Linked DNA regions of Mus musculus: region 1 is linked to region 2. Evidence: chromatin contacts called from public Hi-C data. All regions are on one chromosome and are shown on one strand. The core of a region is the stretch at or near the end of the contact, and the rest is flanking DNA. Distances in the headings are between cores, read along the strand shown. Region 1 overlaps Gm33646 (a long non-coding RNA gene). Region 2 overlaps Tox (thymocyte selection-associated high mobility group box).

What was found. Hi-C and Micro-C count contacts between places; a contact is called where the count stands out from the background.
Region 1: a Hi-C map of the CH12 cell line shows a contact between it and region 2, with 4 times the contacts expected there. The contact joins two enhancer-like sites. A contact is called at or near these places in 6 of 484 Hi-C or Micro-C datasets (B cells, the CH12 cell line, the MNK3 cell line and 3 more) and 1 of 115 datasets of contacts at active chromatin or transcription factors (memory CD8 T cells).

What each region holds. Positions count from the first base shown.
Region 1 is chr4:7,213,861-7,220,097 of GRCm38.p6, reverse strand. Gm33646 (a long non-coding RNA gene) reads right to left here. Exons shown (of 6, transcript XR_390373.1): 5 at 5,945-6,091; 6 at 4,512-4,738. Among named protein-coding and RNA genes, the nearest start is that of Gm33646, 25 kb to the right of the region's middle. Within about 2 kb of position 4,882, at least 7 of the 459 cell types and tissues checked have an H3K27ac peak or open chromatin away from gene starts, as enhancers often do. A contact at or near this core is called in the CH12 cell line, where this site is marked.
Region 2 is chr4:6,896,970-6,903,492 of GRCm38.p6, reverse strand. All of the region lies in intron 1 of Tox (thymocyte selection-associated high mobility group box), which reads left to right. Among named protein-coding and RNA genes, the nearest start is that of Tox, 91 kb to the left of the region's middle. Within about 2 kb of position 1,707, at least 45 of the 459 cell types and tissues checked have an H3K27ac peak or open chromatin away from gene starts, as enhancers often do. A contact at or near this core is called in the CH12 cell line, where this site is marked.

The sequences.
Region 1 (6,237 bases), core at 3,633-6,132, 310 kb before region 2:
GATGGCCTAGTCGGCCATCACTGGAAAGAGAGGCCCATTGGACACGCAAACTGTATATGCCCCAGTACAGGGGAACGCCAGGGCCAAAAAAAATGAGAATGGGTGGGTAGGGAAGTGGGGGGGGAGGGTATGGGGGACTTTTGGGATAGCATTGGAAATGTAATTGAGGAAAATATGTAATAAAAAATAATAATAATAAAAAAGAAGAGTCACAAGGTAAAGTGTATAATCAAAAGGGCTTCATGTGGGTGGTTGCCCATGGCAAACATACATTTTTCCATAGAGGAATATAAACAAATAACAATAGCCAGTTGCAATGAATAATCTAAACCAAACCTGGGAGGGTCACCAAAGAACAGTCCAAGAAGAATTTCATGTTTCAGAAGAAAATGAAGTCACAAGTCTCTTCTCTTGGTTTCTTGAAAATTTGTCAAGCACTCAGAATTACCCCCACATAACTTCATTCTTGAACCATGTTCTGATGTGAAATAAGAGCATTTATGAGCTAGGGCTGTAGCTGAGTAGTAGAGCTCTTGTTTCTCATGAATGAAAGCGTAGGTGTAATGCTCAGTAATTTTTTTCTTTCTTTCTTTGGTTTTGGTTTATTTGTTTGATTTTTTAAGCAAAACAAAAGACAGACAAACATTTATGTTGAATCAGATACATTTAGTGAGTTTGAAGAAGGTCACTGTGTTCATTAATAGCACCATACATTTGAATACCCATAACACATTGACACAAAGAGTGGAGTCAACTTAAACAGGTTGGCTCTCATGACCTTTCTGATCTTGATATGAGTTAGACAGTACTCCTAGAAAGCATACTCAAAAACACTGTCCCAGAAGTCTATGGAGGTGACATGACAGCACAGAGCAAGGGAAAAGATACTTAAAGAAACTGAAATTCAAAAGCCATTATGGCTGGGCGTGGTGGCACACGCCTTTAATCCCAGCACTCGGGAGGCAGAGGCAGGCAGACAGATTTCTGAGTTCGAGGACATCCTGGTCTACAAAGTGAGTTCCAGGACAGCCAGGGCTATACAGAGAAACCCTGTCTCGAAAAACCAAAAAAAAAAAAAAAAAAAAAAAAAAAAAAAAAAAAAAAAAGCCATTATGATGAAAGCATGCACAGAGCTGGAAATGACATAGTTACTAGGCAGAAGGTCACTGCCTTCCCCTATGTTGTGGATAAAGAGCTTCGGAAGATGGGAAGATGTGGTTTGTGAGAATTTAAAAGCACATATTTAGAAATGAAAGTTATTGTTATGGTCTTGAATGTCGTGCGTCTTCAGAAGAACTACCCCAGTCCAAACAGTGTCATGTGAGGTTTACTGGGAGAGAGAGGGGCACAGTGGTGGTGGAAAGAGAAAGGGGGGAGAGAGAGATCGAGGAGGGGAGTTTCTTTATATATGGGTGATGTCTTAACACAGGTAAAAGTGGGAAGTGAGCCAAGTGGATTCTGGGAATATGGTGGCTGTTGCCTTGGCAATAGGTCTGTGGGTCCCGCCTATGTGCTGTCACAGGTTTTGGAAGTCCTGATACCAACAGCTATTCTGAAAGCAGTGGAGTGAAGTTCAATATGATATTAAGCAAGAAAGCCCTAATTTTTATTATGACTTACTATTCAGGTAGCGATATGACTAGCATAATGCCTGTGTGGTGGTGGTACAGAGAATCTTCCACTGGTACTAGGAAAAAAATGAAAAGAAATGAAATATTTCACTACTAAAAGCAAGTGGAAAATGAGTAACAGACAGAGAGAAAGGTAGACAGAGTAACAGAGAGACTGACAGACTGTAAATAGATAAACGTATTAGTCAAATTGTAGAGAGAAATACTGCACCTGTAGCCATGAATCAAGCATGGTTACTATCTACTTGCAAACTCTGGAGGACACAATTGTTAACAGCAGTAAAGTAAAGTTGAGCTACTTTCTCAGTCATGAATCCCAGGGAAACAAAGTTCAGGACAAGGATACAGTTAGCAAACTGCCTAACTGGGAGAAGTCCTGCTCTGAGGGAGACTAAGACTAAGGCAGCAACTTTCCCCCAAGCTAAGAAAGGGCCTCATCAGGGAGAGAGAGAGAGACAGGCAGACACAGAGACAGACACAGAGATAGAGACAGACACAGAGATAGAGTCAGTCACAGGAAAGAGAGAAGAGATAAACCATACCCTGTACCCCCAATAGTGTAAGCACTGAAAAGTGCAGATACTCTGAGACTAGACTTTGGTACCAAATTAGACAGAAAAGTATTTACTTCAGTGTTAAGAAAAACATAGATAGCAGGACATTTCTACTTAGATGTCTTTGCTCTGTTGCTATACATTTATAGTCCACTGGATAAAAGGAGATGAATGGCAGGTGGAAAAATGCCTTAACCTTGTTTAAAGGGAATGAATCAAAACCTTGAGAGATTTCAAGAGAGAAAGGAAGGGATGTAATTAGAGGGGGAGAGGGCAAATGTAAACAACAAAGAAAGAGGAGATGAAAATGTTTAGTGTCCAGGTAAATCTCTGAAGGGTGGTGATAGCTAACTGCTGTCAAGTTAACTCTATCTAGATCAGGAAACAGGCTCTGATAAATCAATCTAAATGCCGAAGAGATCCTTTGACCCACACCCAAACTCATAAATTTTTCAAAACATTACATATGTTTATCTCCAACTATGCTTTCTTGTCCTTCACTTGAAATCCACCCCAAGTTCTCATAGCTTTTCTGTTGGAGTATCTAACATTCTGACATTCTGAAATGATGTAGCAACAGGTGTATTGCTGAGCCACATTCATAGCTGTACTGAGAAGTGTGCCACCAGCAGGCCACAAGACACATCTGGGAAGAAAGGCATCAATTATGTCTTCACCCTGAGAATATCCTTACGTGCTTGTGCAAAATCATTGTAGCTTTAGAGAAAGACTGTCTCAACTGTGTCCCATGTGTGCTCCCTTTGCTGAAGGAGCTCACCATCCATCCTACAAGGACACTCATAGGAGCCCTGTTGCCTAGAAGATGTTGATACTTGATAAATGTGCTCTGTGTCTCTCTACAAGTAGATGGGGACAGTTACTCTAGAAATGTTGATTATAGGAAACATTTCATATTGAATTTTCTGCATACATAATCACCATGTATACATTTATGTAGTGAAATTAGAGGTGACTAAGTCTCATTCTACACCCTCTCCATATCATGTGGGAACCTTTTAAAACAGAAGCATTTGAAATGCTGAGGCTGGAAAGGCTTCCAACAGTACTGGCAGTGATGATAGCCAGAAGAGTTTCAATGGTGGCCAGAAGGAGAACACAGTGGAGGAACACTTTGCTTCTACATATTTCATCTCTGTAGCTTCCAGAGAAAAGTTCTCAGAAGAGAACAGAAGAAAATAAACTGGCTGCTTGTTGTACTGCTGCTCCCTCCCCTGGCTCTCCACTCTCCCAGGCTCCTATGCTCTGTGTTTCTATCCATTGATAGTAACTACTGTTCTGTGCTGCTCCAAAGAGAACCCAGATAAGTGTTCTGATGTCTATCATGATGCTTGACTTAGATCCACCCTGCATGCCTCAGAACAATTCTACCTTTGCAGTCAATTCACAGTGCATGGGGGGTGGGGGCGGGGGATCATTCCTCTCTTGCTAAATCTGCAGCCTAATATAGATCTTACCTTCTGCACAACTGGAGTGGTTGGTAGTGAGTTTTTAAGTCATGCTTGCTACATCTGTGAAAGAATGTCCTGTAATACCTGCAAACATAGCTAATTGAGCATTTCTCTGGTCCTCCAATTAATGTTTAAGGATAATATGGTAGAACGGGAGAGGGAGGCATTAAATAAACACAAAAGCAGATAATTTGCTCCAGCCATGCCATGCCAGATCAAATGATCAAAAATAATGCATATTGCTTATAAGATTTCACAGGAGGTAAATTAATTGCATGCTCTCAAATTTTTTTTTTTTTTGCAATGAGGCATTAATTTTTTTACTTTAGAAGAATGGTTTTCCAGAAATTTGAAATTAAAACAAGATTCACTATATTTCCCCTTCCTCCCCACCTCCCCCAATCTGGTATTTTTCTCCCCTTTTTGCTTTCCACTCCTCAGCAAAATAAGAAAAACAATCAGGATCCCGCTTCTGGCAGCACAGCGAGAGAAATGTGAGATTGGCCCTTAGGGGAATTTTCATTCTCAAGTGGATGTAAATGTATTCATCAATTCAAAGAAATGCATAGTGTGTTATATACACAATACATTAATAAATAGCCATGCATTAAAAAATAATGAGGTTCTCCACCAAACAACATCCTGTGGTGTGTAGGGTCATAAAAAAGATACTAAAAGAGGGAGAAAAGATTATGTGTAAAATCTGATTAAAATACAGAAATGCCATCATATATGTAATATGTAATAAATATTTTATTAGTTAACTATAAACAAAAGAACAAATGCAGTAAAATGTAATTAAAAATGTAAAAGTGAAGGATGTGATTTATTTCATGCCGATAATATTAATATTACAAATGCTATGTAAATGGTATCGAGACTGTACTGTAGAGAGCGCAGAAAGCAGCCATTCATTTCTTATAATGAGATTTCATCTCTTTTTTTGATTTCCATTTGTTTAAATATTTCAAATAGTGAATGAATAATGTTGCTCTTAAGCCTTCCACAGCTTAGCACATTCTCAGATTTCCATCAGCACCAGGAGGAGATTTGCATGCTGGCAGGCAGTTTCCAGGCAGAGCCACTAATTGTGAAAATAGAAGAAAATTGACTGGCTGAAACCAAAGGTATTTTTAGTACTGTTGGCTAAATGACTTTGGCTTTGAGTAGTCACCACTGCTGGTGAATGTGCTGGAACCCAAAATAGCCCAAATAGTTCCCCAATTAACACAGATGAAGAGACTGTTGTGGGACATCAACCAACCACCATGGGCTTGTAGACTCAGAGTCTGAAAGTGCTAAGACTATGTGAGCTAACCTTTCAACCACAGGCTGCAAGAAATAAGCCAGGGGGACAATGTTCATAACCCCAAGCACACAGGAAGCCTTCAACTGGATGCCTTGTTCCACATTAAACATTGCCCATCTGTTCCACCTGCATTCACTTAGAACAAGGGCCTAGTGATGCAGAGCCACAATCCCAGCTACCCCAGAGGTCAAGACAGGAGGAAGATCTGCAGCTCTTATTAGCCTGGGCTATGGAGAGTTCACTGCCAGCCCAGGAAACTTAATGTGACACTGTCTCAATATATAAAGGGAAAGGAGACTGCTTTTCAGCATTGGTAGAGTACTTGTTTTAGTATTTCTCAGCACTGTCAACAAATCTGTAAGAAAGTAATGAGAGTTCTCTTCTGCATTTGTGGAGTATGACAATTGCCCTCAGTTCAAACTACAATTTGGTATTAACAAATGTTGTTTACTACTCACTATTGCTCACTTGAATAGCCAATCCCATTTTTCTTGGGGAATATGCCATAATAAAGTCAATAATCACACATTACCCTACAATGAGAAAGCTGAGCTTTGGTGTGCATGAGAACTGGCCGGCTGTTCAGCTGGGACCCAAGGGAAGTGAATTCTGTGGTCTGCCTCAGCCTTCCACTTTGCTGTTCTCCCCTGGGTTCAGGGCACCCCAGTGGCTTCCACAGTTTTCCGTTCACCATAGTGTGTTCCTATGTAGCACTGCATTGTGTGGACTAAGCTCGCATTTCTCTGTTATGAGATGAACCAGGTTTCCTGTTTCTACATCTAAAAAGTCTAACGCTGATGTGTGTCCTCTCTGCTAACTGTCCATCACCTTCTTTATTGAGCACAGCTTAGAAAAGAACATCTTTTGTTTTGCTAATACCATAGCTAGCAGCAGAGCATATCCAGAATACCATCACGCCTGAGAATTCTGACTTCTTTTCGAGACCAAATCTCCTTGTAACTAAAGGTCTTCAGGACTTACCGAAGTGCAAGTTCTGCTTCTCCGGTCCATTGAAACATAAGCCAGGAATGTTTTTATTAGTCTAGTAGAAGAACATCTAGCCACATGGCTTAAACCAGTGTGGAACACGTTCCGAAGCAGATGGATGGATGGTTCCTTGGTTCATTTCTGAAATTTAAAGATGTGAAGAGCAATAAATATCATTGCTTTCTTATCTTATGTTGTCTTATATAAAAGAAGCTGTTGCAACCCAGACACTACCTGTTTATCCAGACAAGAAATTGGGGAAAAAAATGTAAACAGCTATGCCTCCA
Region 2 (6,523 bases), core at 458-2,957:
CAGCAGCGATATTTTATAGACCTTTCGATGTGAAAAAGCTTATGGTCCAAATTCATATCACTGAGAGAAGTGAATGAGAGCTTACTATTCATGTAGGCAAAGAATGCATCCTGCTGAGAAAATTAATCAGGATTTACCTAAGTAAAAATTATAAACAGAAGTCTCAGGAGTCGTTGATAGGTTACAATATCTAGTTGAATCAATCCTGCACAAACTACACAGGATGATCTGTTTCTTTAAAAAATGCTCAGTGGTGTAAAAAGGAATAAAATTACATTTGTTTTTGGTCCTGAGTGGTTACAGTAGGATTATTGACTACCCTGTAATTCAATGCCCCATTTAACGAGAATGATATTAATTATGAGCACATTATTTTAAAAATTTCCAAAGCAGATTCTTTTGTGTCCACAGTGTGAAAACTCAGTGTCTGCCCATAGTCAGAGTTAGCTCTCCCTACAGTCCAGGGCAGCATGGAGGGGAGGCCAGCAAGTGGTTTGTGTGCATCTGGACCTTTCGGTGTCACTCAGGAAGCCTGGAAAATCTTTCAGCAAAAATGCTCATGCCATTTACCTCAGCATGACCTCACAGGCCCAGCATCTTGAGTCTGTCCAAGGATGTTTTATCCACAGCGCAGCCCACCTTGAAAGTTGTTATTCTAGAATATTCTTTATCCTAGAGTGAAATGTGAGGGCTCTTCTGCGTCACCGAACCCAAGGGTTAAGGTCAAGGGTAAGGGCAGAAAGGGAGATCCTTCCAACGCCTGCCCTGCCTTCCTATGCAGGTGCTTCAGATGTTTTCTCTTCACTTAGACCCTTGTCCATGAAACTGACTCAGCTTCTCTGAGGAGCATGTGAGGCTGCCATTCAAGGACATCTGACAACTGCAGTTTTCCTTGGAACATCACCATGTTAGTTGTTAGAACAATTTCAACGGACTACGTGGCGTTATGAGTTCACACAGTCTTGACTTGCAACTTATGGTCTTAGAGAAAATTTTTAAAAATTTAGATTACTTGAAAACCTTTCGAAACTGAAGCTTTTATGCCACTAGGGAGTGCAAAGCAGTCAGGTGTGCTTAGCCTTTATGCCATGGTTGTTGGTACAATCGAGAACGCACACTCTCTCTTTTTCTTTTTGAGTGGAACACATGAAGGAAAGCAGTTGCGAGAGACGGAAACCAACTCTTTTTCCATTCACCTTATTATTGAGCTGTGGTTTCCCAGCTTCCGTTTCTGTTATCAGAAGATCTGAAGCAAAGCTTCAGTTATGCAGAGAGAATGAGTTAACATCTAATCAAGTAGGAAAATAGCTTTAAACACCTGCTCCGAATTTGTAATATAATATTCAGAATAATATGACCTGGTAAATTACAGTTTAAAACCAGTGTAAGAAGCATGTCCTATTATAATGTCCATCAGGCATTTAATACCATTGTTCTTGTTTATTTCGTTTACTTAAGTTATAAAGAGTGTGTCTCATTCTTCTGAGAAATCTAGCATCTAACAGGTGTTTAATAACAGCATGCCTCTATGAAAATTATCTCAAGGGCACCCTTAGCAAAGGAGAGCAAGTCATTAAATACTAGTTTTAAAGTGACCTCAAAGCTTTACAATTAAGCAGCAAAGCTCACTTGTTATGCCTGTCTCCCTCTAGGGGATGATATGGTGCCAGGGACAGTGTGTTGGTGTTTTGAGAGACACTGGAGAAAGACAAAGAAAGGCAAATTTCTTAGGGTAGTATGCAAGCTGAAGAGAGAGAGGGAGGGAGAAGGGAGGGAGAGAGAGATATTAAGACAGAGAGAGATAGAGAGACAAAGAGAGATGGAGAAGGAGAGAGAAGAAGGGGAAGTGAAGGAGGAGTGAGATCAAAGTACAGTGTGCATGGACATGGCCTTTCCAAATTCATTTATTTCCAAACACAGTAGTATGAGTCTCTAACCGCCTCAGTGTGATAGCAGCAGATGTTCATTGCAACTACTGCAGAAAGCAGTGACTGTAGTGGAAAGGTGCTGGTCCCCAGCAGCCTGATGGAGGTATCACGCCTCCCAGAGGTAAAAAGAAAAATGGACTCTTAAAGGAAAGAAGTCTGCCTTTCTCATGGAGGTGATTGTAGCTGTGAACAGTAAAGAAGCAATATAGACACCCTCAACAGTGTATTATCCTTCATGATAATCGAGGGGGCAGCTAATGATTTGAGTGGGAGAGTGACTCAGAAGTCTACCAGACTCACACTCTACTAAGCTGTAGGAGTCTCTTATTGAAAATCTGCATCTTAGGCAGGTAAAGAAAATAGAAAGGAATCATAGTAAAAATAATTTATTCATATATACATAGACTATTTTGTTGCACGAGCTTAAATTGCCTTTTCCACAGCAACCAGTTTGGATCCAATTGAATACAATAAATGTCTTGTGACAGTGCTTGCATTTTTGCTTTGTGATTTCGGGCAAATGCAGAAAGATTACTGATGCATTCCTAGTCCAGAAATATGGTCTCTATTGATTGCGTTGACATGATAAATAGCAGTTTTACATGTTAATATTTATTCAGAGATGCTATTGCATCTATTATGAGCGTAAGTGCTTATAGAACCATTTATTGACATTCATTTTTAGTTGAGCCTAAGTTATCATTAGTGGTCTTTCCATAAATAGGCATTTGACACTTGAATATATTTAATAAAATGCATGTGCTAATTGTATTTGCCTGGACTCACAAGTCATGTTTTTAAATGGGGAAAATTAAATTGATATTTTTAAGAAATAGATTATTTTTGTTTGGGAGAGAAGTTACGCAAATAAAGACATTTTGTAAGGTAGATGGTTTATTTTCTCCTGGTTATTGAAAACCAAATAAAACAAAAATCCAATCCTGTCATTAGTGCTTTAACTAGCATAATTGGATAATGCTTACTTTTACATTGTTGTATGTCTTAGCACCCAGAATAATTCACTGCACACAGTAGACATGTGGATATTAATTATAAGAAACAATATATTTAAAGAAGAAAATACCAATCTATTGACTAATTTCTGCTAAAAAGAAAAGAAATCTTGTAAATATGGATTTCTATAAATGAATCTATTATTTGGGTCATCAATATTAAACAGTCTGAAAATGGCTTTCTAGCATTTAACATTTAAGAGAATAAAACTGAAAGCTGCAGGTGGGGAAAGATCAGTAGCACCCAAGTATGTTTTGTATTTAATGCCATGGAGCAACAGAAACACTTCAGAAGGCTGACCATGAGTATCAACCTCACTGCAACAACAGGCAGTGTTCTGGTCTTTCCTTAAGCCATATGATTCCTGTATGCTCTGCATTAAAAGGGCTGCTTTTTTAAAATTGTCTTCCTAGCTTTCATTTCCCATATTTTACAACCATCTTCAGACTGTTTGTTTTTATCCCAGGGTTAGTCAGCTATTTATTTCATTAGTATTAAGTGAAACAAGCCAACAGATAAGGAACTGTCTTTTTTTAAATCTATGTCTTTTATAATCATTTCTTTTTTAAGTAATAAATTTACATTTTATAATTGTAATCATGAAATTGCAAATGAAATCAGTTCTAGAAAGATTAATTTAGTTGTGCTCACAGCTGTGAAGATTGTGGAAATAAATATCATTTTGCAATAATGTATTCTTGACAAAGGGCATAACAAAAGAATGATTTCTATTCAGAGATAGTGGGGTATTTATTTTGCATGTTGGGGGAGGGGCATTCGGAGCCAGCTTTTCAACCCTGACCTAGTTTTGTAGCTGCTTATTATTCAGCTATATGTTTGAGAGATTCCTGTAATTTAATTTGGCATCCACTTCTGCATGTCTGCACCTAGCAGTAGGGGCTCATGATATTAGCAGTGTCCCATGCTGAATTGTATTTATTTTAAAACATCCAAACTCTCTTGGAACTCAGAAAGAAGGCGTTAATGTTACTAGGAACCTGCCTGATTGCAGCCAGGCTATCCTGTCCCGAGCGTTGCCATAATTAGTAACCACTGTTGACATTTAGATCCAAATTGAATTTCCTTCTAATTAAACCCAGAGGGGGTTGATCCTCTCAGATGTACAGGTTAATAAAATTAGTCAGAAACTGTTAAACAGTAAGCTGAATTCTCCAAGAGAGCTCTCCCAAAGTATTGTTAAGAATTCTGTAATTAATATTAAAGGCATTCATTAAATTTGAATTGTCTTTTTCGGCTTTGAGTTGCATATGGTTTTGGAGCAGCTATTTCTTTAATTAGGCTTGTTTCCTTTGATAACTACAGTTATTACTAATTTCTCTCCATGTTTGTACATTTTGCATTATAAACACATAAATACAAATCCTTCATACTATTCCTCTGTGCATAATCATACCACCATGATTGAGGAAGTAGTTAATAAACAATAATAAATACTAAACATAAATACAGTAGTAGGATGTGGTCAGGGTCTTCCAGATGATGCTTGTCTGCTCTCTATCGATCCTTGTCTTTCTTTGCCACCAAGATTCTGATGCTTTGGTGTGGGCTCTCAGTGCCTATCTCACAGGAGGTTTCTATGCAATCTTCACAAGGTTAGATGTGGATAGTGTGAATATGGATGGCTTCATCTGCAGAGGGAGCTCAGACTCACTTCAGCTGCCCTGTTAGTTCATTCTATCAGGGTGGCTATTCTTTTCCTCCTTTCCAGAAGGAGTGGACAAGACCACACTCAAGTATGGGAAGTAGAAAGGACAGGAAATTGTAACATAACCAGTCCGGGAAGAAAGGGGAATTTGGTCATTTCACCAGGCAACATCCCATTTTTAACTAGCTTTAGATGTGAGGAAACTTTAGGGACGCCATGCCGATCAATTGCTGTTATAATTGTTGTATTTATGACCTTATTTATTAATATCTTATATACTCTACAGAATAAGAAGATATCGTTAACCTCCTGATCTTATAAAAGCCTTGTTTCAATATGTTAATATTACTTTTAAATATGATTTCTTAATAAATTGTGGTTTTCTAGTTACTCGGTTGAGATTTAGCTGTCATTGTGCATTTTGCATTGTAGACAATGATTGGCTTCTTCCCCTTTTACTCAACTAAAATACAAAGCTTGGGAGGGCAGAACAAGTCTCTTGGGACAGTCGATTTAGAAATAGATTACAACAGGATTTGTCAAGGTCACTTTGATGTTCCACTCCTCAGGAGAGAGATAAGATCATGAAAAATGTTCCCCAATTTCTATTCAAAAAGAAAGGAAGAAGACAACTTCCTTTTCCTACTTAGGTCCCTTAACTAAATTGAATTAAACAAAGACATTTTGAGTCACAATCAAATTCAGATGGAGAAAATTGGAGGCAGACTAGGGCCACCCATGAGTTGCTTAGATAGCCTTTAATGTTCAAAGCCTACAGTGTTTTAAACTAGGGAATTCTTTTGTCTCGTCTTGTGTTGAGACAATGTGGATGTTTAGCCCAGGCTGGTCGGAGACACAGATCTATCCACTTCAGCCTCCCCAGTGCAGAAATTGCATTCATACGACACCATGCCAGGATAAAATGATTCATTTCCACACTTTTATGAATGGGATACATTATGCAACTGATAGAAGCCCTGTGTGAGAAAATCCCAAACAGGGTGTCCTTTAACAGTTCCTTAGACTCCTGCTGAGTGAAAATGGTACTCTAGAAAGTGTGAACTACCAATGAAGCCTAGTGGATATTCTGGAACTGAGGCAACGCTGGTCTGCTAGCCATTGCATGGAAGAGAACGAGACAAAGAGTAACTAATTGAGCTGCCAGTACCAAGAGAAGTAGAGTTGCGTGTATGTGCTGTATATGCTGGTGAGAGCCACGGGCTTGAATGATTTGCCACCTGTCCTTCCTGAGCAGTTTATTTTGGGGTGCTTTTAACCTCAGAGACAGATGTGGATGGGGAAAGGACCCAATTTCTGGGACCTGGAGGCTCCTGGCAGCCTTTTGAGCAAGTCAGAGACAGGCATTTCACCTCAGTTTGTTTCCTTCACGTGGGAGGTGAGAGACAGTGAACTCTTCAGCCTCACTCAGATTCTGTCATGGCTTTAACCCAAGGAGAAAGCATGGTGTTCGCATGAAGACAATTATTTGAAAAGTGTGTTATGATCATGATCAATATTATATTACTGAAAGGTATCATTACGGAATGAATATTAACCCACTTCCCAGGTAGGGGACCATGATTGCCAGTCCAAAATGTCATTCCCAGAGAGAAACTAATATCCTGATTCTGGTTCTAAAGCTAGGTATGTCTTATCTTTCTAAAAATGAAACTAATCTTTGAGCTCTGCCATCTCCCAATCACAGCCAAGACAATGATACAGGTCTAGTTGTCCTGGACATTGATGGCTGAACAATGTCTTCTGCCCAGTTTTCCAGATCACACCCACACCCACCCCCACCCCCCAGCAGTCACAGTATGTTCTAAGAATTTAGAACCAAACCATCTGCATCCTGAGATGCCTCCTTCCTTTATTTTCATGTTCTTTGGCTTCTTCTCTAAACTAAGAATCTGAG